Regions from separate parts of the Mus musculus genome. Here regions 2, 3 and 4 are each linked to region 1. The links are chromatin contacts, called in public HiChIP or PLAC-seq and Micro-C maps. All regions are on one chromosome and are shown on one strand. Each heading gives the region's core, a stretch centred on a gene start, on an enhancer-like site or on the middle of the called end of the contact. The rest is flanking DNA. Distances are from core to core; before and after follow the strand shown. Region 1 holds the start of Shb (src homology 2 domain-containing transforming protein B). Region 2 holds the start of Tmod1 (tropomodulin 1). Region 3 holds the start of Tdrd7 (tudor domain containing 7). Region 4 holds the start of Aldh1b1 (aldehyde dehydrogenase 1 family, member B1).

What was found. A called contact is a pair of places that touch in the nucleus more often than the background predicts. HiChIP or PLAC-seq counts read pairs in DNA pulled down with a chosen protein or histone mark.
Region 2: a contact with region 1 is called in an H3K4me3 HiChIP or PLAC-seq map of pro-B cells, with 2.8 times the contacts expected there. The contact joins the promoter of Tmod1 here to the promoter of Shb in region 1. A contact is called at or near these places in 1 of 39 promoter capture datasets (neural stem cells), 1 of 484 Hi-C or Micro-C datasets (cardiomyocytes) and 2 of 115 datasets of contacts at active chromatin or transcription factors (cardiomyocytes and pro-B cells).
Region 3: a contact with region 1 is called in a Micro-C map of embryonic stem cells, with 4 times the contacts expected there. The contact joins the promoter of Tdrd7 here to the promoter of Shb in region 1. A contact is called at or near these places in 6 of 39 promoter capture datasets (the 3T3-L1 cell line, 3T3-L1-derived adipocytes, frontonasal cranial neural crest and 2 more), 3 of 484 Hi-C or Micro-C datasets (embryonic stem cells and liver) and 4 of 115 datasets of contacts at active chromatin or transcription factors (embryonic stem cells, epiblast stem cells, extraembryonic endoderm stem cells and 1 more).
Region 4: an H3K4me3 HiChIP or PLAC-seq map of embryonic stem cells shows a contact between it and region 1, with 23 read pairs. The contact joins the promoter of Aldh1b1 here to the promoter of Shb in region 1. A contact is called at or near these places in 14 of 39 promoter capture datasets (the 3T3-L1 cell line, the C10 cell line, cranial neural crest and 7 more), 1 of 15 datasets of contacts at CTCF or cohesin (the NIH/3T3 cell line), 8 of 484 Hi-C or Micro-C datasets (LSK cells, bone marrow-derived dendritic cells, cerebellum and 4 more), 21 of 115 datasets of contacts at active chromatin or transcription factors (the SCID.adh cell line, VIP interneurons, acute myeloid leukemia and 13 more) and 5 of 9 other capture datasets (adipose tissue, embryonic stem cells, embryonic tail and 2 more).

The regions. Positions count from the first base shown.
Region 1 is chr4:45,527,020-45,534,175 of GRCm38.p6, forward strand. Shb (src homology 2 domain-containing transforming protein B) reads right to left here and starts at 3,809. Exons shown (of 6, transcript NM_001033306.1): 1 at 2,543-3,809. The coding sequence starts at 3,241.
Region 2 is chr4:46,035,196-46,042,351 of GRCm38.p6, forward strand. It overlaps Tmod1 (tropomodulin 1), which reads left to right and starts at 4,027. Exons shown (of 10, transcript NM_021883.2): 1 at 4,027-4,114.
Region 3 is chr4:45,969,175-45,976,330 of GRCm38.p6, forward strand. It overlaps Tdrd7 (tudor domain containing 7), which reads left to right and starts at 3,123. Exons shown (of 17, transcript NM_146142.2): 1 at 3,123-3,262.
Region 4 is chr4:45,795,226-45,802,381 of GRCm38.p6, forward strand. It overlaps Aldh1b1 (aldehyde dehydrogenase 1 family, member B1), which reads left to right and starts at 3,797. Exons shown (of 2, transcript NM_028270.4): 1 at 3,797-3,944.

The DNA of each region.
Region 1 (7,156 bases), core at 2,559-5,058:
GGTAGAATTGCTTACTTAGCATTACAAAGCCCTGGGTTCAATCTCCAGAACTGCACAAAACTAGATGTGGTTCATACCTGTAATCCCCACTGAGAAGTGGTGACACATGCCTTTTATCCCAGCTCTCCGGAGGCAGAGGCCAACCTGGTCTACAAAATGAGTTCCAGAACATCCAGGGCTACACACACACAAAAAAAACCCTGTTTCTAAAAACAGGAAGGAAGGAAGGAAGGAAGGAAGGAAGGAAGGAAGGAAGGAAGGAAGAGGGAGGAAGGGAAAGGGGGACTGAAGCCCATCTTTGGCTACCTAGTGACTAGGGTCAGCATTGTTTTAGTCTTATCTAGAAAGTAAATAAAGCAGTGTCCAAGCCAGCCTTCCAAGCCAGCCAGCCTTCCAGGACACTCTGTCTTGCAACCACTCCCTTGCTGCCTCTCTTTCTCATGACAGAAGGAACATCTGGTAACATCCTCCCTTGTCTCCCAGAAGAGACCACTTTTAAAAGATCAAAGCTTCAACATGAGAAAGGAAAACCATCCCTGAGAGAGTGTTTCTTTAAAACTGTATCTCTTACCACCATTCAACTCAGTTTACCTTCCTTGGCCCAGGCCCTGCAGCCCCTCTCCGGTCCTGTCCAACTCTAACCTCTCCGTTCCAACCACATAAGACTTCATACCTGCAGTTCTCTAAGCACCAGACACTTCTCCAGCCATCCCCTGATCACTCCTGGCTCCAGGTCAACAATGGAAACCCCATTTAACACCAGGCCCCATCACAGGGTGCCCTCTGTCACAGCACTCAACACAGACATACCCTGCTCAGGATCCCCCTTCCAGCACCTGGAAGAGGAGAGCAAAGACCCATGGGAAATATTGTGACAATGTAGCCAAGTCTTAGGCACACTTGACATTCCAGCTACAAAGTATGATTACTATGCATCTGTAAGTCTTAACTCTAATTGGGGGGAAAAATGTTTACAACAAATTTGAAAGCCACACAAAGATTTCTGAGAGCAGGCTGAACCACAAGCAGTAAACAAGGAAAGTCTGCCCCCTGGGGGGCAGTGGTCTTGGGCAACTAGGGATGCTGAGTCAGGTGAGGTGGGCTGCAAACCTCTCTGGAAAGCTCTCTCCTCACTTTCATATGGAAAAGCTCAAAGCTCACCCAGTGAGCCCACCACATATGAAGCTGCAGGAAGCTTGACTTCCAGAAAACATCAACCACAAGCCCAATAGCTCAGCTCTTCTCAGGGACATCTCTCCTCTTGTACCCTTGGTGACTGTATGAGTCACCAGGGCTTCCAGCTCTCTGTTCTCAGTGTGGCATCTTGGATACTTGGGAAGCACAAAGAGTATGCGTTTCCAAGGTGTGTGCCCACACCGTTCCTGGGGACATAGGCTCCTTCAGGCTGCTCATACCATCCATCCTGGGCAGACAATGCAGGATGACCCCAGGGAGACCAGACAGGCAACTTTTTCAGGAGGGCATATCCTTCCTCACCTCTCCCATAAAGCAAAAAGAAGCCTTGCCAAGCACCCGCTGACAGGTAGGAAATGTCTCCCTGCTAGGCTAGCCAATCTCTATCAGTCCAGGCAAAAGTTTGAGCTTGCAAGGAGAGTGTGGGGAAGAACGCAGGCAAAGCAGGGGCCGGCCAGCCAAGCAACCCTGCCGTGAAGATCTCTCACTGGGCCTCAGATTTAATCAAAACACTGCCTCAGCGAGAAGTGGGCAGAACAAGTATTTTATGGGGGAAGGGAGGTTAACTCAGGAGTGTGAAGGGAAGGAAGAGTAGAGGGGCCTGCCTGTAATTAACTCCCTTGTTATGAAGCAGGGAACAAGATGGCCTGATAGATTCGGCAGGGGATTGCCACAAAGGCTTCTCATTCCCGAGACGGTACTACAGGGATGGAATCAGGAAAGAGAATGAAGTGGGCAGAGAAGGGTCTCTTTTTAGCAGACTGCCTGCGGAGCTGGGGAGAGCGGGTGGGAAAGGCCAGATGGGTAAATTCTCTGGGAGGACGAACCTTAACACCGGAAAAGCCTGCATGGGGGTTCCCAATATCGCTCTAGTACAAAAGGCCGCTTGGCTTCGGAAACCTGGCACGCAGAGTGGGACGTTTAGAAGCATTTACACACATACAGATATTCTGGGACAGCCAATAAGGAAATCTACGACCCGGAGATTCCCTTTCCCATTCTAGACCTCAATTCCCATCTGCATCTGGGAGGGGGACCACTACAGGGACCCCGGGGTAAACGAGAGTAAATGCTCTTTTAGGCCAGCCGCTGCTAACTTTACTGGGGGAGCCGGAAGGGCTGGCTGGGTCTGTCTTCTGGGTAGTTAGACGGGGTGCTCTCGCTCTGGCTCTGGGATCCGCAAGGGTGCGTTTGGGGAGCAGGAACCAAAGAGTCGGAGTCTAATCACCATCTGGCAAAATGAGCGCTGTAGCCTAGACCCCAGGATGCCAGAGCAAAGTTGATGCAAGGGATGGGAAACGTGGCAGTGCCTCAGTTCCCCAAGCGCACCAATAGCTTTGGAGCTTACCTTATCTTTCTGACCAGCTCCGGTCTCCTCGGCGGAGCACTTGTTGAGCAGTTTTTTGCCTCCGCAGGTCGTCGGGCTCCAGGTACGGCCGCCAGAGCACACGCCTCCCGGAGGGTCCCCCGCAGCGCTCGCGCTCTCCACTTTGATGAGTCGGTGCTTAGGGGAGATGTAGCGCACCTCCGCCGGCGTCGTCGGCCGCCGCTCGCTGCTGCTGCGGTAGAGGTGCGGGGAGCCGGAGGATGAGGACGAGGACGCGGCGGCGCCCGCTCCCGCCGCCGCGCAGCAGCAGCCCGCAGCTCCCGCTGCCGCCGTGAAGGCGCGCTGGCCCCCGCCGGGGTCCCCGCCGCCGCCGCCGCCGCAGTAGTCCAGGCGGCACATAGCTCGCAGTTTGCGCAGCGACGAGCCCGGCCCGTTGTACGGGTCCTCGAAGTCGCGCTCCTTCTGCGCGCGGTAGGCGCGGATGAGGTCACTCGTGCTGCCGCTGTCGTCGGGCAGAGAGCCCGACGAGGCCGAGAAGCAGGCGGCGGCCGACCCACAGGACGCCGAGGACGCCGAGCAGGCCTGCGGCACGGCCTGCGGGGGCTGCTCTCGTCGCTCGCCCCGGCGCCGCTGCTCCCGGTAGTCCGGCCTCGGCGGCTGCGGCGGACTCTTAGTCTTGCTGTTGCCCAAGCTGAAGTACTTGTTCAGCCACTTGGCCATGGCGAAGGGCCGCCTAGGGCCGCGGCGCGCGAGCCCGGTCCGCCGCCGCGGCCATTCGGGGGACAACGCTGTCGCCCAGTCCCGCAACGCCCCTGCCCCGGTGGGGGGCGTGCGGGGCACCGGTCGCCAAGTTCAAGTTCTCGCAGCCGCCGCCTCCTGCCGGCCGCCGCCTGGCTCCGGCCGCTGCTGCACAGCCCTCCGCCCCTGCCGCGCGCCGACCGAGCTTTGGATCTCGCGCCCCGCACAGACGTGTCTCATAGGGACCCGGGCCGCCTAGAGCGGAAGGCCAGGCGCCCCCCGCCGCGCACGCCCGCACCCAGCGCCCCCACCCTCGCGGAGCGCGCCCCTGCCCCGTGCGAGCCGCGGCCAGCTGCGGGCTTCTCGAGTGCACGGGGGCGAGCCCGGCCCCACTGCGGGTCGGAAAACAAGCGAACGAATGAGGGAGGCGGCCGGCGCCTGGCGGAGCCCGCGCGCCCCTGCCCGTCCCGGCGGCGCCTGGCTCTGCCGCTGCCTCTGCTGCCGCCTCCCGAGCCGCCGCGTGTGTGACACTCGGCCGCCAGAACCCGCCCAGCGCCGCGGCCCCGCCCCTTCCCGCAGGCCCCACCCCTCCGCCAATGCCACGCCCCTCCTAGGCCACGCCCCCGCGTGCAGCCAGGAACCTCCTCACGACTGCACGAGCCACCTCCTGCGGCCGCCTGGGCGCCAGCTCCGGGGTCCTGCCCTAGGGCGCCCGCGTCCTGCGGCTTGGCAGGCCGTGCCTCCCTCCAGCAGGGACTGCGGCTCTTTGAAGCCAAAGCAGTCAGCACAGTCCCTGGGGGCCCACGCGCCGTGCACTCTAGGAATGGATGTCCACCATCGAGGTGGTAGGCAGGCTGGACTAACGCACGACCTCTAGTTGACCGAGAGGACCATGCAGAGGAGATGCCCTAAAATGAGAGAGTGGCTGTCCCTCTTCTCTTTAAAGGGACAGAGACTCCGGTTCAGCTTTTCCGGCGCCGGGTCTTCGGAAAAACTCTTTATGCTAATGAGTGTATTAGCAATCCAGATGACGGATCCGGACGGGATAGGCGGCTGGGACCAGGCGGGGCACCAATCCCTGAGCAAGGCTAAGGGGAGGTCGGACTGTTTGCTTACCTTTTCACCTTCTAGGAAGTGGGGCTTTAACCCTGTTCACTGCCAACCTAGTGGAACCAGCTATGTAAACATTTAACGCTTAAGGTTGCCGGAGCTGGCGAGACTCTATTTAATCCAGAGACAGTTTTCCAGATGGAGAAACTGAGGCCCCGAGGTAGATTATACATGGATGACTAGGATCTGGTGGCACTGTGATGATGTAACTTAAGACAATGGAGTTATTATCCAAACGTGAGGAAACCCAGGCCAAAGGGGGGTAGCTTTCTGAGTCTGCTCTCAGAGGGGGTAGCAGGAGCCTTGTCAAGAACAAAATACTGCCTGAAAATGAAATAAGATATCTGCCTTCTAGATGTTAGATATGTTTGGAAGTTCTATTTGGCCAGCCCCACCCCCCATCCCCCTTGAGTACCTCTGAGCTGAAACCGTCCTTCAGAATGGTGATTTGCCAAAATAACACACTGTGACCGTAATTTCACCTGTCACCTGTACATTATATATAGGTTGGACACACTGTTTTTCCTGTGTCCTGTAGGAACAGTAACCTATCGAAGTAGAGAGCAAATCCAGGATCTGCTAGTACTGGAGGTCAGACTCTCATCCTGAGACTTCGGGACCTGGTAAGGCACAATGTGACCTCTTCCAAACTCTCCCTGCGACCTACCAGACTCAGGCTCCAGCGACACCACACTAGAAAAAGGCAGACCCATGACTCCGAAGGCTCCAATCTATCTGCTCAGCCCCACGTAGTCAGACTACTTGCCTCTCTCGTTCCCTAAGACCACTTGAATTTCCCAAACCCCACTGCTACCTGAACCCCAACAATCTCCGATAACATTCCCACTTATTTCTTACCTGAGACCTATTCATTTAGCATCCTTAGGAAATAGTCTTAAACTCTGCACACAGGACAAGGCTGAACGTTTGGTGTGTGGAGCATAGATAGGGAGAGACCCCAGAAGTTGATGCTGAGATGCTTATTTTGGGTATCCCTACACTTATATGTCTCAAATTACCCTTTAAATCCTTGCTCTGCTGCGCAAGCACTTAATCATGCTGCATGGAGGGAGGCCCCAATTAAGGGGAAAAAACCTGACCGACCAGGACATCCTCGTTTTAAGCCCCACCCCCGTCCCGCCCCCTCCCTCCAGCTTCTAGGCTCAGGAAGGAAAGGAAGCCAGATCCTGGCAGTCAGCCAGGCCACCTGGGCCAAGAAAGTCCTCCCCAGGGTCTGGAGGCCTGTTCTCTGCTCCCTGCATGTGTGCTGCACATGGAAACAGTATCTTGCTTTTCTGAAGGTTTAGGAAGCGAAGTTGTATTTCACAACTTATTTTTTTCACATTCTGCTTTCAGCTGGCCACAGAGTCAGAGTTGTCGCTCCTGTAAGGTTTCTTCTGGGCTATAATTTGCAAGCCAGAATTATTGTAATGCTATAGTATTATGCCAAGAGCTTCCAGAGTCCCTGTGTAACTGCCTGGCCCCTAAACACTGTATATAATTAACCCCAGTCAGTATCCCTGCAATCTGATCTTATTCCTGGTTTACAGATGGGGTGGCTGGCCTAAAGTGGTATTTACTTGATACAAGCAAGATGTCTCTGGGTGTTTTCCTTTGCGTATAGAGACACACCTTCAGAGATGGAGTCAGAAATAGTAATTCTGAAGAGAAACATAAAATCTTCAGGAAGATAATGGAGAAGCATCCTGCCTTGTGTTTCAGGGAGACAGATGCTTGTAGGAAAATCATCAGAGTAGCCAGAAGATGAGCTCTCTCTCTCCAGTCACAGCTTCCAGGATTCACAGAGGAGAAACTGGGACCAGTGGCAGAGAAACAGTCAAGAGGAACTGCTGTGGGGCTGGTGAGATGGCTCAGTGGGTAAGAGCACCCGACTGCTCTTCCGAAGGTCCGAAGTTCAAATCCCAGCAACCACATGGTGGCTCACAACCATCCGTAATGAGATCTGACTCCCTCTTCTGGAGTGTCTGAAGACAGCTACAGTGTAATTACATATAATCAATAAATAAATCTTAAAAAAAAAAAAAAAGGAACTGCTGTGATTGATAGCCATTTTTCTGGTTGTCACAAACCCCACCCTATGTCATGCTGTAAATAAAGCCTCCCCCCTCCCCCCAGTGTCAGAGACCCATAACAGGACTTCAGGACTTCATACTTGCTCTACTGCCAAGTTCTACTGCTAACCCCTGGTTTGACATTGACACCTCCTTTGACAGGTTTGGCATTGTCCCCTCCTCCCTGCACTGCCCCCAGTTCTCTTGGAGGATGGGGTAGGTGAAGATAGCCATATTTCAGTTTCTGCTCCATCTCTGCTTCCCCCATTAGACCCAGGGCAAAGGGCCAAACGTGGCAGCTGCTTTTTCTGTCCCTCCTAGCACCAGGACAAAGAAAATGACATTTGTAGAGAGGCTCCAAAGGATGTTACCAACTCAAGGGGTTCATCTATTCCTTATATAAAACACCATTCAGTCCACTGGCAGTCACTCTTTCAATTTTTGTTGTTTGTGGCAGGGTCTTAGATACCTCAGGCTGGCCTCAGATTCATAAACTCAGTATGCTGGTGTCACTAGCCTCAAATTCCTGTTCCTTCTGCCTCCATCTCCCCAGTGCTGGGATAACAGGTGTGGACTAGCACACCGGCCTTCTCTGTCTTTCTTTTAGGGGAGCAGGGTCTTACTATGTAGCCCTGGTTAACATGGACTCCCTATGTGGATCAAGCTGGCTTTGAACTTGACACACTTTCCTTGCTTTGGCCTCCCAAGTACTGAA
Region 2 (7,156 bases), core at 2,777-5,276, 510 kb after region 1:
TGTAGTGATGTAGCAAATGTCCCCAAAGCAGAATATTTATTCTCAGTGTCTGGTACCTCAGTGTTGCTAAAGGAGGAGCCACTTATAGCACGGGGCTCCTTGTCTCAAATTTAAAAAAAAAAAAAAAAAAAAGATTGTTAGTGTGTATGTGTGTTTCTTATTTCATGTCAAATGGATCAACGTAGAAGTCAGGGAAACGTCAGGAGCTAGTTGGTTCTTGACCCTTTCATCGTCTTTAAGAATTGAACCCAAGCCATCAGTTTGGCAACAAGTGCCTTTCTTTATCTGCTCAGTCGTCTCATCCGCCCTCACCCCAAACCTTGTGTGGCTTATCATTGTCCAGCCTCGAGGGCCAGGCTTTCTACACTCTCCCTCCCTGGCCCTGTCCTCTCCAGTTGTCCTTTACCCTGGCTTTACCTGGACCTTCCCCTGGAGCCTGGACCCACTTGCCACCATCCGGAACTACTGACGTTGCAATAGTTGCAGTGATTTGATTGTTCCCCTCTGAGCTGGCCCTGGTCCTTTTTTGAAAGGTCTTGCTATATAGTCCAGGCTGGAGATCCTCCTGCTTCCAGAGTGCTGGGATTACCCCAGGCGTGGCTCTCCAGTGAAATGTGAGCATGCCTCTCCAGGTCCTGGTATCACTGCACCTTAAGAGTAGACAGCCAGCTAGTTGTCTGTCTTAGTCATCTCAAGTATGACGGCCCCTTGGGACAACTCCTAGCCATCTCTTTATCCAGTAGCACACCATGAATACCTGCTCATGGACGGATGACTCTTGAATTGTACTGCCTGACAGCATGCATACAGTCTGTACTCCCACCCTTGCCGATTGCTGGCTAACTGGTTATGGGATGTCACAGCATCATGGAACCAGGAAGAGGACAGACCATTTTAGATTCTGTAACTGTTACATGATCACTTCTTGTGTCATCCACATAGACAGAATGACATTTTGGACAGTGCAGCATGTGCTGGCTTACTGGTGGACAGACGGGCGAGTGGGTGGATTGTAAGCTTTAGCTGTGGTTAGGATGAGGTGGAGAAACCCCCAGACTAAGGGCAGAGCACTGGAATAATAAACACATTGAAGACATCCTGAAGTTCTTAATTAGAATCTTAGCATAGACAGCATAGATACAGGAGGCGTGGGAGCAAAGCAAAGTCAGGCCTTACCCAGGCTGGTGCCTTACCCAGGCCTGAGTGGAAGGTGAATGTCTGGGTTGAGCACATTGTATTTGAACTAGTAGACTGCTGGGAAGATGCTCAGAGGCTATTGGGAATAGGAAGTGAGTGGACTTCAAGGAGAAAACCAGGCTGGAGACAAACTTTCTTAAAGTCATCTTTTTATTTGAGAAAAACTAGGGAAAGCAATACTAGAAAAGAAAAGACCAGGACTTTTAAAGCTTTCCATCTTAAATGTATAAAAAATATTCTGGCCAGCCGGGCGTGGTGGCACACGCCTTTAATCCCAGCGCTTGGGAGGCAGAGGCAGGCAGATCTCTGAGTTCAAGGCCAGCCTGGTCTACAGAGTGAGTTCCAGGACAGCCAAGGCTACACAGAGAAACCCTGTCTTGAAAAAAACAAAACAAAACAAACAAACAAAGTATTCTGGCTTTTAAAAAATGTATTTTTAAATACTCATGAACACTTATGCCACTAACTAAAATAATTGTTTATTATGAAATAAAAACTCTTCCAAAATAGCAAGATTTAAGAATACTTATGCCAGTGATTAAAATAATTATTTATGATGAAATAAAAATTTTTCCAGAACATAAATGTTTGAGTTAAGGCAAAGTCATGATTTTTTAAAATGTTTTTATTAGGTATTTTCTTCATTTACATTTCAAATGCTATCCCAAAAGTCCCCCACATGCTCCCCCACCCACTCCCCTAACCACCCACTCCCTCTTCTTGGCCCTGGTGTTCCCCTGTACTGAGGCATATAAAGTTTGCACGACCAAGGGGCCTCTCTTCCCTGTGATGGCCGACTAGGCCATCTTCTGCTACTTATGCAGCTAGAGACACGAGCTCTGGGGATACTGATTATTTCATATTGTTGTTCCACCTATAGGGTTGCAGACCCTATTTAGCTCCTTGGGTACTTTCTCTAGCACCTCCATTGGGGGCCCTGTGTTCCATCCAATAGCTGCAAAGTCATGATTTTTATAGCCATGTCTTTCAGCAGCAGAAAAGAACACAGATCCCTGAATTGTACACAACCAAAGGAAGCCTTTCCTATTTCCCTGACTTAAACATTTCCATTCTTAAAGCATTTATGTTTTTTGATGGAAGGATAAAATTAGTGTGATGTGAGGTCGCTTGACACACACATGAATTTAGCCACTAGCCTGTATTGAAGTCCGGAGTCCATTCCCAGTGGACCAGAGCCCTGCCTGTGAGAGACTAAGGTAGCAAAGTACCAGACACAGCTGGCAGAGCACCTGGGAGCCAGAGACAGCTGTCTTTAAAAGGCTGGAGGAGAAAGAGCAAAGTGGAAGGATACGCACTGTTGCATATTACATATGTGGTATATGGTATGTGTCCATATTGTGTTGATATATTGGGTATTTCGGTAAAAATAGGCAAGAAGTTTGAACGAACACTTCACAAAAAAAGAAAATCCAGCTGGCCAATAAACAAAAAGGTGTCAGCAAATGTGAACACAGGGCATTGGTGTTGTGGATCAAAGCCTCAATGAATGCGGCTCCTCTCTACCAGTGTAGCTACAATGTAGCAATTCTTGTTAAACCGAAGTGGTTTAACTTAAGTGGGAACCACTTGCAAGTAGCATTAATCCTCTGCTCATCTCTCCTAGAGACTCAACTCTCCAACTCAGCTTCCTGCAGACCATGAGAAAGAATAATCTGAGCCACACTAATATTCTGAATTTCCACTACTAGCAAAGTACACTTTTAAAATAGGATGCATTCATATGGAAATACCATATTATGTTCATATGGTAAATTCGCTGGGGATGAAACCTATAAATTGAACAGTAGGAAAGAATGGTGCGTCACAAATTAGCCTCAGCAGCGAGCAAGAGGCACCAACCTGACAATAAGGGCAAGACTTCTGGAAGGGTCCACAAAACAGTGTCTTAGAAGGGAGAGGTGGGTGACTGGGGAGCGGGGTCAGGCTGTTGGTTGGCTTGCACAGGTGTTCTTACTATAAAATTCAGAAAGCTACACACTAATATGTGCCCTGAAAGTATTTACACCCACAACAAAACGCTTAAAAATAAGTCCTTGGGAATAGTAAGTCCCTGCTTTGTTTAAAAATACACCCCACTTCTCCCTTGAAAAGGACATTCTTAATAGGGCGAGGGTTTTATAATACAGTAATGCATTAGGAAAATACTTTTCAGCGTTTCTCCTTAGGCATCTAGGAATTAAGATTTCCCTCACCAAAAAATACGGTAGGATAATCCAACGGAGATGTTCCCTGTGCCTGTTTGGATTCGTTGGTAGGAGCCGTTTGTTTATTGAAACACTTAAAGGCTTCGGTTTGGGTTTAAGTGGTTTGTTCTGGAGAGAACACATTAGCCTTTTAAGAAGGAGGAACTTTCATTCCGATTATTTTAAGTGGTGATTTCGGACGCTCCAGTCTCAATGCTGTGTAGGGAGAAGGCGTTCAATTCTGCGTTGGAATTGCACGTCCACAGATGGTTATTAAGCCCTGGGCCCGTGCCAGTCCTGGCCGAGGGGACAGGTTGCCTCTTCAAAGGAAGCTAGGTGTAGCTGTGCTGACTTTACTGGAACATTCTAGACGAGAGTAAAGATCTGCGCGACTTTGTCCAGATACCTCCAACGTAGCATAAAATCAAGTTGGAGAAACCGAGAACAAGGCAGGGAACCACACATTCCCCTGCCTCCGGGGCTGGGGTGGCCCTAGATCCTAATAGCGAGTGTTGCTCCCAGGCCGGGGACCGCGCAGCACCCTGTCGCCCCTGGTAGAGCAGGAGGGCGGGGAGGGCGGCGGGTTGGGGCGGGGCGCGGTGACAGCAGAACAGGGCCCGCCCCCGGCTTCCCACCCGCGGCCGCCAGGGAACTCGCCAAGCCCCGCGTTCCGCTCATTGCCGCCGCCCGCGCTCGCGCCACCCCGCATCCCGGTAAGACCCCCCGCCCGCCATCCCTAGGTCCCCCTCGGCCTCGCGGGGCTCCCTGCCGCCGCGCCGGGGCGCAGCCATATCTGGGCAAAATATTCAGCTGTCGCAGCCGCTGAGAAGGGACTGAGCACGGTTCCCTCTATAAATAGCCGCCGCCTCGGGTGGCCTTCGGGGATCGGGGTCCGGTTCCCCAGCCTGATGATCGGGTCGCTGGCGCTAAGCGTCCCTGCAGCCTGATGCGCCCAACCCTAGTCAGGGCGCCCGGGGCACTAGACCTGGTCTCCCGGGGACCTTGGGAGCCGCCCGGGGTGCCTTGGGCATTGGCACGTTGTGAGCTGGTCACGAGCCCTCCTGGGAGTCTGGGGAGGAAGGGGATACACGCTCGGGGGACGCTGAGTCCTCTGAGCACCGATCTGGCCGGCGCCTGAAAAGTTTCCCAAACTGCTGGAACTAGCTGAGGTTTAAAGCACCAGCTGCGCTTGCCTCGCTGCGCGCAACCAGGTAGAGGCAGGAGGCCACTGGTTGTCTCCAGTTTGAGGGGCGGCCTAGGCAACCCTCCTTTCTTTTCTGGATCTCGTTTTCCTGTTTGTAAGGTGAAGTTAGGGTCCTTCAAAGAGATGGTACCCGGGGCCACGAGAGTGGCCAGGGCGTGCTCTGAACTGCCTACACTCCCCTGCACCTGTTCTGCAGTTTCAGGCAGGGTAAGGATGCTGAGGACACAGCTGCAAAAGTCAGAGACTTTGGTGGCTCTTGGAACTCAAATCCTGGCCTAGGACCCACTGTGGCCCTCGGAATAGCCTGGGAAGTGTGCCTGGGGTGTTTGGGAGCATCTCTAGGCTGAGTTGCTAGCAGCACCTCGGCAAAACAAGTGACCAAATGAACTGGGCAGGCTCAGGCAATTCAGTTCCCTGTGTGGCACCTGTGATAACTCCCTTAACCCGGAACCTCCCCAGCTCTCTGTTTAGTTACCTCTCTCAGCTTTCCCCATGAGATTCCGAAGACCTGGCAGAGCCAGACTCTAAACCCAGATTCTGGGTTCTTTCTTAGTGGGGGCTCCCTCCCACAGGGTTTATCTTTCACCCTGGGTCCCACTGTTGCCCCTGTAAGGGCTTCAGAACCCTTTGCTCAAGGTCATGCCAACCCCCACTGCAGTCTGCTTGCCTTTCCTGTCTCTACCGACCTTTCCTGGCAGGTTTGGGGACTCTGCACCCCTCTTTTGTGATCTGCTAATGTCTGGGACTTTCCCAGGCTGGAGTAATAGTGTGGAGAGTCTAGTAATAGATCCTGAAGATCGCTCCGTTTTCTCTAAAGCTATCTCCGGGCTTCACAGATAAATGAGTGAAAGGGGAATCACCCAATAGGAAGATTCTCACCGACTTCAAACCTCACAACAAACAGGCAGAGTGAAGACAGGGCGCCTGTCACTCTGGCATCTGCTCTCTAATGAGCTAGCCTTGCAGTCCACGGTTTAGACAGCCACTGGCTCTTGGGTGCCTCGCATCCTAAGTGGGAAGTTAGAGCCCTCTAAAAATAGCCCAGCCCACCTTATCAGAGTCTCACACCTTCTCTCCCTTCTTGGGCAGGGCTCTTGGCTGCAGCTTAACTACAGAACACAGGGACTAGGTGGTGTCAGCTCTAAGCAATAAAGGGAATGGCCAGGAGTTCAGGCCCCTAGCTCCAGCCCCGGCTCTGTTACCCACTCAGTGTGACCTTGAGAAATGACCTTAGTGGACAGGATGGTCTTTAGTGGCGCTGGAGTGCAGAAGAGGCAGGGCTGGAAGTCTTCTGGGAAGCCCTCTAGCTGGAGAAAAAGGAAGTGCAGGGGAGATCTGGGGCACCAGATCTGGGATGAGGACCCCAGGAGTCCAGGTGTGTGTGTGTGTGGGGGGGTGAGGGTAGAGGGGGCTGCAGCCTTCCAAGAGCCTAGTGGAGAGGTGGGCACAGTTACTACACAGGGATAGAATGCTGAGAAGTGTGGAGACTCCGTCAGAATCCAGGGTAGGCATTGGGGACTTGGTTGCAGCACAGCCGAGCATTAAAAACTAGGATTGGCTGGAGACCAAGCTGGTGCCCTCAGTTTCCCCCTGTGTACAACAGGGCTAGCCATAGTGGACACTTCATTCAGGCTGTGATAGGAAGTGATGATGGGCAAGCCCTGAGCTTCGTTAGACCCTGCCCAGTACCTTGTGAGGATGTGGTTAAGGAGACAGAGGCTGGAGCTTAAGTAGAGACAGCTCCCAACTCTCTCAGAGCGTAGATGAGAAAGGCAGTCAGAGCTGGGGCAGAGGGCAGCCCTCAGTGTTTGTGACATGGCCAGCATAAGTGGTAGAGGCAAATCAAGGGGCAACCACAGAGTGTAAGAGAATCTGAGGGGTGTGCCCATGGCAGGATTGAGGTCCTTCCTTAAGAACATGCCATATGTCACCAGCTTTGCAAGTGGCTTTCAACCCTCTAGACTTTGCTGAGCAAAAATAAAGGGGGGGCTTGGGGGTGGGGGGGAGTTAGAATGAAGCAGGCTCTGGTCTGGGCCCCTGTGTCCCCTGGCTGACTCAGTATCTGTGAGCCGTGAAGGGTGAGCTGACCCTGCTCTGGGGGCCCCATGACCTTGGCTTGCTAACTTCTGAGATGATGTCATCTATTGATGACTTCTGCTGAGCCCAGTCATATGGCTTCTTCCGGACAGTGTTTTGATTTTTCAGTCTTACTAATGGGCCAGCCCAGGCTGCCAACATTTCTAAAGAGGCCAGTTCACTTTCCCTTAAAGCCAGAACACCAGCTAGATCAATTATTTGGCTGCTAGGAGTCATTATCAGTTTAAAGCCAGGGGCCTGCTTCCTGGGATTAGCAGGAGTCACTCCCACAGCGCTGGGGGGGGGGGGGGCTGGCTCCCTTTTGTTTTATACAGTCTTCTGGTTTATTATGATGGCAACAGCCTCTGAAAGAATGAGCTCACTGGAATCAACCTAGGATGTGGTCTGGAGCCTCCTGGGCCGAGGCACTGGGTCCTTGTCTGATAGAAATGCTAAACACTCAAGCACGCACGTC
Region 3 (7,156 bases), core at 1,873-4,372, 440 kb after region 1:
AGCAAGAGACCTGCCCATCTGCCTCTGCCCCTGGTGACCTAGGATGAGTTTGGTCTTTCCGTGGGGGAAGAACACCTTTGGACTGCATTCTATCTATTTTGAAATACTGACCTTTGACTCTGAGGTTTCCCCTAAGGGAATTTTTAATGTGTGGAACTTGACTCTGTAAAATCCTGTGTATCTGTGTTGCTCTCATATGTTCTGTCTTACTGTTCCATAAAAGGATAAGAACCCCAAGTCTAAAGCATAGCCAGTTTGAGCTGGGCATGGCAGCCTGTAATTCCAGCACTTGGGACAGTTCAATGTCAGTCTCAGCCACAAGACAGGCTCCTGTCTCAAAAAAAAAAAAAAGTCTTCATTTTCCCGAATTCCAGCTATAAATCGAGCAACAAAACAAGATCATACAACTTCCTTGCTGCAGTTCAGCTTCTGAGGAATCCTCCTGATACACCTCAGCTAAATCCACCTACAGAACAGGAGTTTTGCCCATTGTTCGAGAACAAATACAAAAGCCACTGTGTACAGGAAAAGATGCTCCACGCCATCATGGAGAAAGGCGAGTTAAAGCCTCAATATGAGACCGGTCCCTCAGTGCCGCAGCGGCAATGTTCCACCCTTACAGGGTCAAGCTCCATTTTAAAAGCCTGGTGATGCTGAGTACTGAGAATGAGTGGACTCATGCTTTACAGGGGGCGGAGTCGTGGATAAAAATGGGAGTACAAAGAGATGTGGCCACTTAAGATTGCACTTTGACATTCACATGTAATTATGCATATAATTATACATTATCTATGGTTAAATACACATAAGCATATACTCATATCCATAAATATATACAATCAACAATACATTTCTCCTACATCCTGACATTAATTCTATTCCCTGGTATGTATGTGAGAAAACCATTTGACTACACAATGGTTATTTATAGGTGCTTGGACCAGAACAGGCCCCCCCCCCCAGACTAGAAACAACAAAAATGCACACTAAATTCGAGGAATAAACTAGTTGTGCATAGCCATACAGTGACAGCCATCAACAGGAAGTAACTATTGATAAGCTCAACAGGAATGAGTCACGAACGCATTACACTAAGTGAAAACCCAGGCACAAAGGCTGCACATCCTGCGGTTCCCTACATATGGTGCTCCTGAGAAAACAAAGCTGAGGGGACTGAACTCTCACCCAGCTGCCAGGAGTGGTGGGAAGAGGGAGGGAACAGGGCTAGGTAGAAGGCTCAGGGAACTTCTACAAATAAAACTAGTTATGCATCTTGATTGTGATGGTTGTTGCGCAACTGGATACATTTGTTAAAACTCATCAGACTGCCGTACTTAAAAATATTTGCTTGTGGCAACTATTCGTAAATAAAGCTGGTTATGGAAAACTAGCTGCAGCACATGACTTTTCTTTGTATATCGGATACAGCAAAGGGGGGGACATATCTATAAGCATAAAGGACCTCAGACTTAGGGTTCATGCACATTGTTTCATGATTTATTTTATATACAGAATTCAGTATTGCCTAATTCCCTATCCCCACAGCCATCCTCTCAGTTCACTGATGCTGTTTTTACCCTTCCCTCCATCAGAATGTGGAGCCAGGGCATGTCAGAGTATTATTACAGAGTCCAAATAAAGAGCTGGCTTTATTCTAGGTCTCTGGAAGCCACTGTCATGTTTAGTTTAGCGGACAGGGCAGGGAGAAAGACATCTGAAACAGACTGAAATAGAATCAAGGCAATGTAGAGAATTCTGTTTCAGAGACACTTCGGCAGCTTTAGGCAGGGACCAGATGTGAGATTATGAAAGAGAACAGTGTTCAAAGAACACCCCTGGTCAAAGCCTTAAGACAGAACCTACTGAGCACAGGATATCCGGCTTTTCACGATCTCCTTCCAGTCTATTCATCGCCTACTGCAGCTTCCCAATGAATGCAAAGTTCCTTAAGCACAAGGTTTATAGGCCCTATACACTGTTGCTATTTGTCAGCAGGTATTGAGTCTGTAACAGTTAATTGTCTGCTCACCCACTGAAGGATGTTTATGCTATCTCTGTGTCTTTAAGTATTGCAAGCAAGGCTGATTTAAACATCCTTGTACGGGTCTGTGATGAATAAGCCCTTTCCTTTCTCTTGGGTCAATACCAGGGAGTGGAAACTCAGGGAGCCAAGGTTATAAAGTACTAGTGTATGCAACGACACAGAAGAGTCTCAATAGAATTCTGATGAGTGAAGAAAGCCAGATCCTCCCCCTTAATGACAATACATATGAAATAATTATATTTATATAAAACTCCAGAAAAAGCAAGAGCTCTATAGTAAGTAAGTGGGCACTTACAGGACTAAACGGTAGGGAATGAGGCAAACATTATAGAAAGAGAGAGAACTTTGAGGGTGTGGCTATGTTCCTCATGTTACTATCTGTGATTGTTTCTCTGTTGTATGCATACCAAACACATGAAAGTGTACATTTGAATCGTGCAGCTTATAGTATGGCAAGTGTACCTCAAACTGTTAAAAAAAATTGCTGATTGAGTAAGCAGCAGCAGGCTTTCAGCAAAAATATACAGAATGATGCCAAGTTTTCACAACGGGTTAAAGCAATCCAGCATTAAATAAATGTTAGTGGAATTACCGTGGAGTGAATAAATAGCAGCTATTCAACGTGTTTTGAATGAATTAAAGAATTTGATAAGTATTTATTTTATGCTTATTATATACTGGGCAGTGTTCTAGGATCTCTGCCCTCAAACAGCTTTAGTTTTAGAGCAGTGGATGAAAGCAGCGTTGTTACACACGCGTGAAGGGTATGTGGCAAAGCATTTTAATATAGTCCCCCTCCTCCAAAGAGTGACCTAGAAGACAGCTAAAGACAGACTGTCTAGAAGATGAAAAGAAGTATTGAGATGCTGAAGAGAACGAACTTTGTGGAAAGAGAAATAAATCCACACCCCGAGCGTCAGGACGGCGTGCGCACGCGCAGAAACCGCTAGGCGGCGTCGGTTTCCCTTCTCACACGCGGACCTCGAAGTGGGCAGCCGTGGCCGGAGCGCCTGCGTCTGCGCAGAGCTAAGCCGGCCGGCGAAGGGGCGGGGCGTGGTGCGACGGGGCGTGGCCCAGAGGGCGGGGCTTTAGGTGATTCCCAAGCCACGGCTCAGGCCGTGCGGGGAAACCGAAAGTGGGCGGCGGCCGCCCTGGCGGAGGGAGCGGAGGGAGCCGGGCCCAGAGGCGCGGGCTTGGGCCGCGGGTCCCCGGGACGAGGTGAGCTCGGTCGGGGCGCGACAGGTGCGGGCGACGCGGGGCGGGCTGCGGGACGGCAGGGCACGGGCAGGACAGCGGCTGGGCGCGGCGCCTCAGGCCCGGGCCTGGTCCCCGCCGTGGCGGGGTTCCAGAGCGTCGTGCGTGACGCCCCGGGACGTCCACCCAGCCGGTCGCGGTGCAGCAGGAGCTGCAGAGGGGGGCGTGGGAGGCGCGCAGCTCTGAGCAGGAAGTAGCTCCCGGTCAGGAGCAACCGGCCTCGGCCGCCCGTGCTGGGCAGCGGTACCCGAGCTCTGCGCAGTTGTGCCAGCCCCGCGGGCCACACTGCGGCGGCCTCCGCCCTCGAGACCGGCCGGTGCAGGCCGCGCACATCACACAGGACCTACACGTAGCCGTTCCTGTCAACCGTGAGCGCTGGGGAGGAAACAAGCATTCACGGAGAAGTTGTCTTGGAAGTCAAGTGGGAGCTGACAGCCTTTCTGCTCCTGTCCGCTTGAGGGTACATTTCTGTCAATATCCAGGGCTACCACTACCCAGTCATCTTGGGGAGCAGGGAAGAGAGGTGTGTATAGATGTTAAAGCCCAACCCCAAAGGATTCTGATACCAACACCACAAACTAACCGAGAAAACCACGATTCGTGTTGGTGGTGCCCACCTATGCTCTGCAGGTGGACGTTTGCAGAGAAGTGTTCTTGGAACTAGAAACGCCTTTAGTGGCAGAAGTGTAATTTAGAACTAAATCCCTGTCTCTTCCCGACCTCCATGATGTGGATGAAAATGTGGCATTCTACAGTGCGGCCTTTGCAGATAATGTATTGGAATCTGAGCTTCTAAAGCTTAAATGTAAGGTCGGGAATCAATTGCACCTCTGGTCTCTAAGTCTGCTCAAGAACCGAATGGGAATAGCTAACTGACCCTTTGAAGTGTTCTCAAGACAAGATAAGTCTTTGGCTCATAATAATAATCTTCTAAAGAGGCTTTCTATTTACCCAAACTGCCCATATTTTACAGGTTGGGATTTCAAGGTTTTTGATGACAGGGACACGCAAATTTTTAGGATAAGTTAGCATATAGTGTAGACTCAGCTGACGTAGGCGAGCTTCAGTTACATGCAAAGGACTGTGCTGGCCATAGAGCCCGCAGCTCCTCAGCCCTTCTCTTTGGTAGATTTTCTCTTTGCTAAGACAGTGAGGCAGCACTTGGCAGTGCCTTAAGATTTTAGTCCCTGTGGATTGAAAGTGGAATGTAATCCCTGCTAATACCCTTTTAAATGCGCCACATGAGACTGGCTGGGTGAGCTATTGTGTTGCATCTGGAGTTTAAAGCTCCTAGAAGGATCGCTCTTTTTAAGTTTTCTAATATTTGTTGGGTGTTTAATAGAAATGTAAAGAAAATGCACTTTATAACTCAATTCTGGGTGCCTGTTTTATGTTTGATGAAGTATAAATAGCAAAAATTAAGCTTTGATGTAGAGGAAAATATCTGGATGCTTTCATGAGTCAGGAGTTTATCGTTGCTTGGAGTGAGTTTGACTTTCTTATTTCTATGAATTTGCTTTTTCTTTGTGCCAAACTTGCTGTTTCTTCTCTTCATCCCGTCTCTGTTCTTCATTGTTTCCAAAGTTCCCCCATGAGGCCAAAGATGTCTTTTCAAACAAACAAAAAGTTGGGTTTTTTGTTGTTGTTGTTGTTTTGTTTTTTTGTTTTTTTAGTTGAAGTATGTGTCAGTCAGATAACCCAGTGTGATTTCCAGTCAGACGTAGTATTTCAGTCTGTGCAGCTTTGTCATGAGCAAGCAAACCTATAATGCCCATGAGAACTTTGAAGCTCATTACCTCTTCAAAGGATTAGAAGAAAGCAGAGAATCAGTGTGTAGTGAGAAATTTGGTTTCTCTGGGAAAAAAACAACAACAACAAAAAAACCCAACCAAACAAAAAAACCCAACCAACACCCTCCCCCCATCCACAGAAATATTATAGGAATATGTTTTTGTTTTAATCCCAGGTGTGGCATGGGGGACTGCTTTAGATTGTCAGCAGCAGCTCAGTTGTCTCATGCTCTAGCAGGGGTGTGATTTTGCCAGCTGTGGATAGTTTCTGCAAACATGTGACATTTGGAATTCTGGGGACTCTTGAAAGGGTATATAACTGTTAGAACCTGGAGGTAGGCAGGCATGGTTGCAGCGGCTGCTGTGGCTACTGCTCCTCTTCCTCCTCCCATCCCTGCTACTCCTCCTCTCCCCCTCCTCCTCCTGCTCCTCCTCTTCCTGCTCCTTCTTTCTCCTCCTGCTGCTGGTTGCTACTACTGGTTGGTGGTGGTTGTTGTTGCTCTTTGTTGCAGTTTGTCAAGTGGTCCTGTGCAGAGACCAGAAGAAGACATTGGATATCCTGACAGCAAAGATTAACGCCCCAATCAGCAAGAAGTCTAATGACATCACCACCCCCTTTCCCCTCTAGCCTTCTTCCTCTCCTACCTATTGTTGGGGAGTTGGGAGGGTGGAATAGGGGTGGAGAAGGGTGGAAGGAAAAGAAACCCACATAGTAGTAGACGTGCAGCTACACCAGTGGCTCTTCCCTTATTCATTATCCTGCACATAAAAAAGGAGACCAAAATGAATTGCTCAAAGAGGCAAGGGTGCTCAGTAGTTAGAGGTAGGGTTGAGACCCAGATCCCTGACCAAATCATCATGCTATGTAGATTCATAAAACTAGTTAATGAGATACTATGTAGTGGCCAAAATAAATAATATGAAATAACGAAAAAGAAAAACTGCTTCCTAAATACTTGGAAGGAAGATAATACTCTTTCTTTTAAAACTGGCTATAGGTAGACTTATTTAGGTTTAACAAGTAGACTGCAATTAGAAGGAAAACAGCCCCATAAGCTTGCACACAGTGCGTGTGGTGGTGCATACCTATAATCCCAGCACTCTGGAGGCCAATGGAAGGCTGCATAGGGAGACCTTGTCTCTAAAATTAAAAACGGAAAGCAACCCCACACACCTTGTAATATGGGAAATTGCTGGGTAAGGATCTTGGATAAATTCCTCCCCTCTCTGAGGCTGTTTATTGCTTTGTAAGATGAAAGGCTTGAGCTAGCCTAAGTGATGTCTAAAATTTTCAGCACACATCCTGAGGCTTTTAGATCCCCACTTGTAAAGCCCCAGAATGTGTCTTTCGGAGAGAGCAGCAGTCACCTGAAGTATATACTTAAATCAGTGGTTCTCAGCCTTCCTAATGCATTCCCTCATGTTGTGGTGACCCCCAACCGTAAAGTATAACTTTCATTGCTACTTCATAATTGTCATTTTGTGACTGTTATGGAGTCAGGATGCACAGACTGAGAGCCATTGCAGTAAGACAATGTTCAGATGTTTCAACATTGAGTGAGTAGCTGAGAAGCTAGGAGAGTTTACCCTAATAACCTGCTGTGTTTATTTGGGAAATTCGAATTCATGCTGGGAAAAGTGTTGTGGGAAAGACAAGACAAGTGATACAGTTAGAAATAGTTAAAAAAGAGAAACTTAACAGGAGAAAACCTACAGATGAGAGCCATACTAATGTCACTGTGGTTAGCCGATAGACCCCAGTCACCATAGGACACAAGAGGCATACAGATGCCTGCCTGTGGGATACTCAGTCCATGGTGGACAGCATCAGAAAACATCTGTTTCAGATGCATCAAACTTCGGGCTGTGTGGTGGTGCCCATCTGAGCCCCAGCACTGAGAATGCAGAGGCCAGAGACTCTGAAGTTGGAGACCAGCCTGAACATCATAATGAGAACTAGTCTCAAGCAAGCAACAAAAAGTCCACAAACTCTTCAAAATAAGACTTTCTGAGTAATTTTCTAGTATATTAAAGAAAAAGGGTAATTTTATAGAATATAGTTTTGAAA
Region 4 (7,156 bases), core at 2,547-5,046, 270 kb after region 1:
TAAAGTAAATACAGAGAGGCTTGAGCTATTTGGGGCCATCTCCTGTACATCAGGCTGGTGGTCATCTCCTTCATTGTGCTGACGTCACACTGCCCTGGGGGGGGGCAAGGCTTCATGGGGGCGGGGCGGGGGGCGGGGCGGGGGCGGGGCTTTGGACTGGAGCTGGACTCCAGCAATTCACTTTGCTTCTGACCACAGTCCCCCTCCCTCCTCTCCTCCCAGTCCCACCTTCACCCCGCTTCCCTACACACTCCCTCCCCTTCTCTAGGTTTTCAGAACCATTTGTATTTTAAAATGTCTAGTCCCTGCAGAATCCCTTAGCCCAGTTGCTCATCCTCATCCCAGCACAGAGAATGAAGGTGCTGGTGCGGAATGAGCCACAGCGTTCCCGGGCCTTCTTTGTTTGGACTCTGATCTACACACAGGCGGGCGGGGGAGCTGGACTCTTCAGTTTCTTCTTAGACATATAAGGCTCTAAAAGGCTGAGGAAATTGCTCCCCTCCCTGCATCAGCCCAGAGCACTCCCCCCAACCCCCACAATTATCTTGTGCAATGACTCCCCCAGAGGCTTTACTTCCTCCCCAACCCCCAGTCCTGTCAGCCAAACACTGTCGGTGCCCCCCCTCCCCCGCGCCCCAGTACTTGTTACAGGGTTTTTATTAAAATAAATAAATAAATAAATCCCTGAAAATGGCCAGTCCTTTACAGAACTAACTCATGTTTTATCTTCAGCCACTTCGAGGTCATCATCACCATATCAGGAAGTGTAAGTCTGAAAGCCCGCTCCATTAGTGTCTGACAGTGTATGAGAAAGCTTACGTTCTGGCCAGGTTGTCAAGAACCTCGGTCTAATCTACTTCCAGATGTGTCTCCTCTCGGTTCACGATGCTACTGAGAATCTTGAGCTATTCTGTTTTTGTACCTTTTCTTTCTTTCTTTCTTTCTTTCTTTTTTTTTTTTTTTTTGTACAAATCTGGCTCTTTTCACAGCGTTTTATTTTTGATTTAGATCTTGAAGCTGTTCGCCTTTCTTTAGTTCTCATTGTATTAATTTAAATCTAATTTTTAAAAGTAAGGAAATGTTAGATTCCTGTTTTTGAAATGTGTTTAATGCTTTTACAACAGAGCCAACCACCTTGGTGGATTCTGGTGCCCACCAGTTTATGAAGTGTTTGGGGTAGGAGCGCTGTATGGAATTTAAACACAAAGCATTCACAGAAGAAGTCTTTTTCTGGAAACATTATGGTGTACTTACAGAGTCCACAAAGAACTCTTAGGTCTGCCCATAATTTCTAAGCATGGCTACACAGCTGAACATCAGACATATATGGGGAACTTAAAAAATATATATATATCCTTGGCTCTCACCCACACCTAGTGATTTTGGATCCCTGAAGGAAAGCTTGGGGGATGACAAATGCTCCATTTCCTGACGCAATTCTGACCCTCAGCTGAGTTGGGAGCCCCTTGCCTAGCTGATCATCATTTGATGGTCCCTCCTGTAGGATTCTGGGGAATTAATGCCTATCGGTAGGGATGTCTGTGACTCCTTATTCTCCTCCAGTGTGGAGAGCATCCACCTTTCAAGGCAGCCCTCACAGTCCTTAGCCAGCTCTGTTTTGTCTGGTTGTGTGTGGGGAAGGGGAGAAAGATGGGAAGTTAAGGGAGAGTGATGGGAAGAGGCAGAAGCCGCTCCCCCTGGGATCTAGTCTGCAGGCGGGCTGGCCGAGAGTCAAGACACAACCTGACAAAAGCCAGACTGCCCACAGAAGAGGTGCCTGTTTTCCTGGACACTCTTAAACAGGATGTTCAAAACAACCAAGAACTCTGCAGGGCCGGGATGTCCATGGCCTTGAGCGGAGCTGTGAGCATACCCTTCTCATCTCTAACTCTGAGCAATGCCTCTTGTAAAACCACCTGACAGCTTCAGTTACAGGGACAGGCTTCAGGTCAAGGTCAATATGTAGACCAGCTCATATTTTAAACTAAAAAAAAAAAAACAACCCCCAAAACAACAACAAACCCTAAAAAACGTAATTTTAAAACTTTGCTTAGTCTTTTTGCCTTCTTGTAAATTATATATTTTGAACAAGGTAACTTAGAAACCAGAGTCACTATCTATCTATCTATCTATCTATCTATCTATCTATCTATCATCTATCTATCTATCCACCCATCTATCTAGAGCCATAGTAAAGACACCTAACTAAGCCAGACTCTTCCTTGAGAAGCCCATATCCACACTTGGGTATATTTGGTCCTTTTCCTGTGCGTGTGGCGTGTCTCACTCACTTAGATAAAGAGCAAATAGTAACACTTACCGCCTTAAACTCCTCCTCTGCTGCATCGTTAAGGGTTCAGCTCTAACTGAGTGGAGCTCCCTGGGCGGGGAGTGGGGGGGGCATTTCTGGGTTTTGTCTCCTCACCGGGGATTGTATTCAAACTTCACAAGTACTGGGCGAGCTACATGCCCAGTTCCTACTATGCTCTGCCAGGATGTTTTTCTTGGGGTGCCCCATAACCTCCCACACACTGGTCTGGCTTTGCCCTCTGGCACTCCACAGACCCTGCCTGATCTGGACTTTCAGAGACTTGGTGTACATATTTTGTTCCTTGAGTTCTAAAGGGAGAATACTCCAGATTTTTCAGTCACCTGGATCTTGTGCCAGCCTTTCTTAGTGACTCCCTAGTTCTGTGACTTCCATGGAAAGGTCTAGAAGAGACGCTCAGAGTGTAGGTGGAGGGTAGGTAGAATTTATCACCCAGCAGTAGGGGATTGCACAATAGCCAAAGGGACCACGTGAGAGCAGACAGAGGTCAGAGACCACTGCCACTGTGCTGACCATTTGTGAGTGGGCTTTTTCTAGAGCAGGTAGCTGTTTCTAAGGAATGTTTTCTGTCTGGGTGATGGACAGGTCTATTTGGATTCACTCTTAAAGTAAGGAAGAATGGTATGTCTTGTTTTTTTTTACCAGAAAGCTTGAAGGGAGGCAATAATCTTGCTGAGGGTTGTTTAGATAGTTATCTATTAATGACACCTCCACCCAAGACAGTACAGCATGTTATATCTCTACCCAGGATAAGAGCTATGACAAGATCACACTCCTTTGACCAGTAATAAAGTCCTGCGATTTCAGATTCAATCCTATAAGCCATTGGTTATGAGAGTGGTGTCCTTCAAATCCACTAATCTGTAACTAGCTACTTAACACCGCCAGGATTCTTCACACAATATGGCAGCCAGCCTAATCCCCGTGTAACTCACTTCCACTGTCTTTCTGACTGCATTTTAGGCTGTTTTTTTAAAATGCATGTTATTTTAAAAATCTTCAGTTCCTACAACCCCAACCCCAGGGTCTTGGCCCAACTGTCCACCCTCAGCTCAAAAGCAGAGACCAATGGTCAATGTAGACTTTATAAACAACATAGCCCATTTTGTTTGGAATGTATCCGATCTGCTCACGATTTTGGAACAAGAATTTTCAGTACTGTCTTAGTAAAACAGGCTCAGGAATGCTGATCCGCGGCACTCTATCAACAAGGTCTGTCAATGGTTGATATTTAAGGAGGGGTCCCAGGATAGAGCCGGGCATGTGATCCTAGGAAAACCCCACCTCTCTCTGGGTCCCTCTTTTGATTGTCAAAGGAGTGTCCTTAGGCTCTCAGACTTGAGATGCCTGCTCCAAAGAAGCCAAATCAGAATCCTCTGGAAGGTGCCTGATGCTGGACCTAAGATTAGGCTAGGGGAAATCAGGGTGTTGAGCCGAGATCCCTCAGTGGTGGGCGGTGCCGGGAGCAGGCGGAGCTTAGCTGGTGACGGAACCACATTGGCTGGCTAGCGGCTGAGCGAGGCGGGTCCGCACGGCTGCTGAACTGACCGGAGAACGCTGATACTAGAATTTGAGCCTGAGCGCGATTCGGAGCCTGAGCCCCAGACCACCGCAGGTAGCTACCGCCGCCCTCCCTCCGCACTGGGGCACGCTACGGTCCCCGAATGGCAGGTCTCTTCCGGGTGCACTGCTGGGTTCTTTCCACGCCGCTTCCTATCGGGGAGACACTGGATGGGCTGGGAGAACACAGAACCACCCAAACCTTCTCATCTTGGTTCCCATCTGGGGCTAGAGCCACTGGCCATAGTGGACAGGCTAGGTCTAAGTGTGTGTTCCGGGGTTCTGACTTCAGGCCTTTCACTCGGTGGACATGAGTATCTGATATTGGGAGGAACCACAAAGCTAGGCCTTTGGGAATCCAAATCCAAAGATGAGAGAGTAGTGTCCCTGAACATCTGTGGTTCCCTCTAGAGTAGCCATCAAAATCTGTTCTACTCAACCTGACGGGGACAGGGAGGGAGGCTGCTGAATTTACAGTGAGAAGATGAACCGCAAACTGTAAAGCTGGATAACCTGTGACCAGAGCTTTGTCTTTTCTTTTCTTTTCTTTTCTTTTCTTTCTTTTCTTTTCCTCTCTCTCTCTCCCTCTCTCCCTTCCTTCTTTTCTTCCTTTCTTCCTTCCTTTCTTTCTTTCAAGATTTATTCATTTCATTTATGTGAGTTCACTGTAGCTGACTTCAGACACACCAGAAGAGGGCGTCAGATCTCATTACAGGTGGTTTTGAGCCACCATGTGGTTGCTGGGAATTGAACTTCGAACCTCTGGAAGAGCAGTCAGTGCTCTTAACTGCTTAGCCAGCTCTCCAGCCGGACCAGAGACTTTTCTATGTGCAAAATGAAAGCAACCACTTGGACCCTGTGAAGATTCTGAGCAGCAGAGCCTTGGTGTGACCTAAGAGCAATTTCACACACACACACACACACACACACACACACACACACACACACAGAGAGAGAGAGAGAGAGAGAGAGAGAGAGAGAGAGAGAGATCCTGGTCTTTTGGTTACAAGGACAAAGCAGATGTCCTTGATGGGCCTGCTGGCTCAGGTTCCCCTGGGAGGGCTTTTTTCTGGTCAGCATTGATTTCTGTATGGCTAAGGACCTGGTGGGATCCTTGCTTTCGTGGATTAGGTTTTTTTTTTCTTTCTCTGCACTTGGGACAGAGGGTTGAAAGGGCCTGGGATGGGAGTGGGGGTGGGGGTGGGGGTGGAGGTCAAGGATCTGGGCTGGTGCAATTACATTTTACTGCTGGGTGGAGCAAGCCTCCGAGTGAGACAGAAAAGACACAAGGTTTCTATTCCTAGCCAGAGATTAACTGTGTAACTAATCTAGGAAGTAGAAACACAGTCTAACAGTCGTTTATGCAATTTTAGATACATTTACATTTCATCATGTTATCATGCTGTTTTAGTAAAGAAAGTCACTGCTGTTTTAGGTGACAATAAGCAGACCTACCTCAGCTGGTGTTTGACTTGTACCCCAGAAAACTAAGCCCCGTCCCACTGTTCTGGGGTTGGGGGGCTCTGCCAGGTTGGTTTCTGAGACCTTGAGTGTTCTGATGTCTGCCAGAGTGGAGTGTCTCTGGTTTTAGACATGGAAGACCCCATTCAACACCACCCCAGGGAACTCTACATTTGAGGGAACTGGGGTCCCAAGTCTCTAGGGTCCTTGCTCAGATCTCAGGGCAGTTCCTCAGTGGCCCTTGTGGGAATCTTAGTGTGTTTTCCTAGTGTGTCACTCAGTCAGCAATAGGTCTACCCTAGGACCGGACATGGTCATAGAGGTGACTCTGACGAAAGAGCAGAATTAATAATTATTTGCGTTGTTTGCGTTGTTGAGGCAGGGTCTCCCGCTGTAGGCCAGGTTGACCTTGGACTCCCAAGGGCTTGTTTGGTTATCTCTGTGGCTTAGAGCATCCAGCTTGCGGAGCGTGAGAAGGGCTTTGTGTGTGGTTTAGGCCAGAACTAGGGAAAGAAAGGTTCTTGGTTTCTCTTGGCTTTGCCTGTAGCCACACTAAAATCTTATTAAAAAGATAAAATTCAAGCCAGGAGGCGTTACAGTGCAAATTTTAGCTGTGACACAAATTATCGGATTGGTGAGTATCTCCTGACGCTGCAGGGTATTGTCATTCTCAGAAGGGGGGCTTCCTGGAGAAATTCTGATCCCTCAGAGTCCCTTCCCTCAAGGTCTGCCACGCTAGCGGGGCATAGAATGACAGCAACAAAAATCCCTGCCTCAGAGGAGCTCATCCTACTAACGTGCTTAGGGACAACGATGCACAGGCATGTAAGATCGTACAAGGCGAATGAGACTGAGAAACATACTTTGGAGGTTCGGAGGTCAGCTCCAGAGGTGTCCCAGGGTTGCTTTGCTGCTGCTGTTGTTTGTTGAGACAGAGTGTGTTATGTATCAGAGTTTGTCTTCAAACTCACTGTGGAGCCAGTGATGGCCTTGAACTCCCGACCCTCCTCCCTCCACCTCCTAAGTACTAGGGTCATGGGGATGAGCCCCATACATGGTTTATGTCATGGGGTGATTGAACCTAGGGCTTTGAATGTGCTAATCAAGCACTTTTATCACCTGGGCTACATCGCCAGTTATCGAAGCTCCCTGATTCTGGTATTCTGGTGTTAGATAGGGAACTAAGGAGAAACAGGTATTTGTTGCAAACACAGAGGCAGGTTATTAAAGGTCAGGTCATTTCCAATGGGGAGGGAGCAGGGCTGGAGAGGAGTTTAGCTGCTCAAACATTAAAAATTCACAGAGGGGCTGGTGAGATGGCTCAGTGGGTAGGAGCACCCGACTGCTCTTCCGAAGGTCTGGAGTTCAAATCCCAGCAACCACATGGTGGCTCACAGCCATCCGTAACAAGATCTGGCGCCCTCTTCTGGAGTGTCTGAAGACAGCTACAGTGTACTTAGATATAATAAATAAATAAATCTTTAAAAAAAAAAAAAAATTCACAGAGGACCAGGCTTCTGTTATACAACTGGGCTTTCCACCTCGGTTTCACGGTGTGGGCTTTTCCTCAAATGCACAACTTCATGCCTGGTGTGTCTCATTAGCACCTTAAATTTTCATCCAGAAATGTGGACTTTAGCGTTGTGATGAGCCATTGGTTCCTTTCAAACACTGCAACAGGAGGACCAAGAAGGGCTACACAGAGCCGGTAATATTTGATAGAGACCCAAAAGAGGTGAAAGAGCAGGCCGGAATTGAAGGGGACATGATGGGTGGATTTTGTACCCCACAACCTATGCTTTTGGA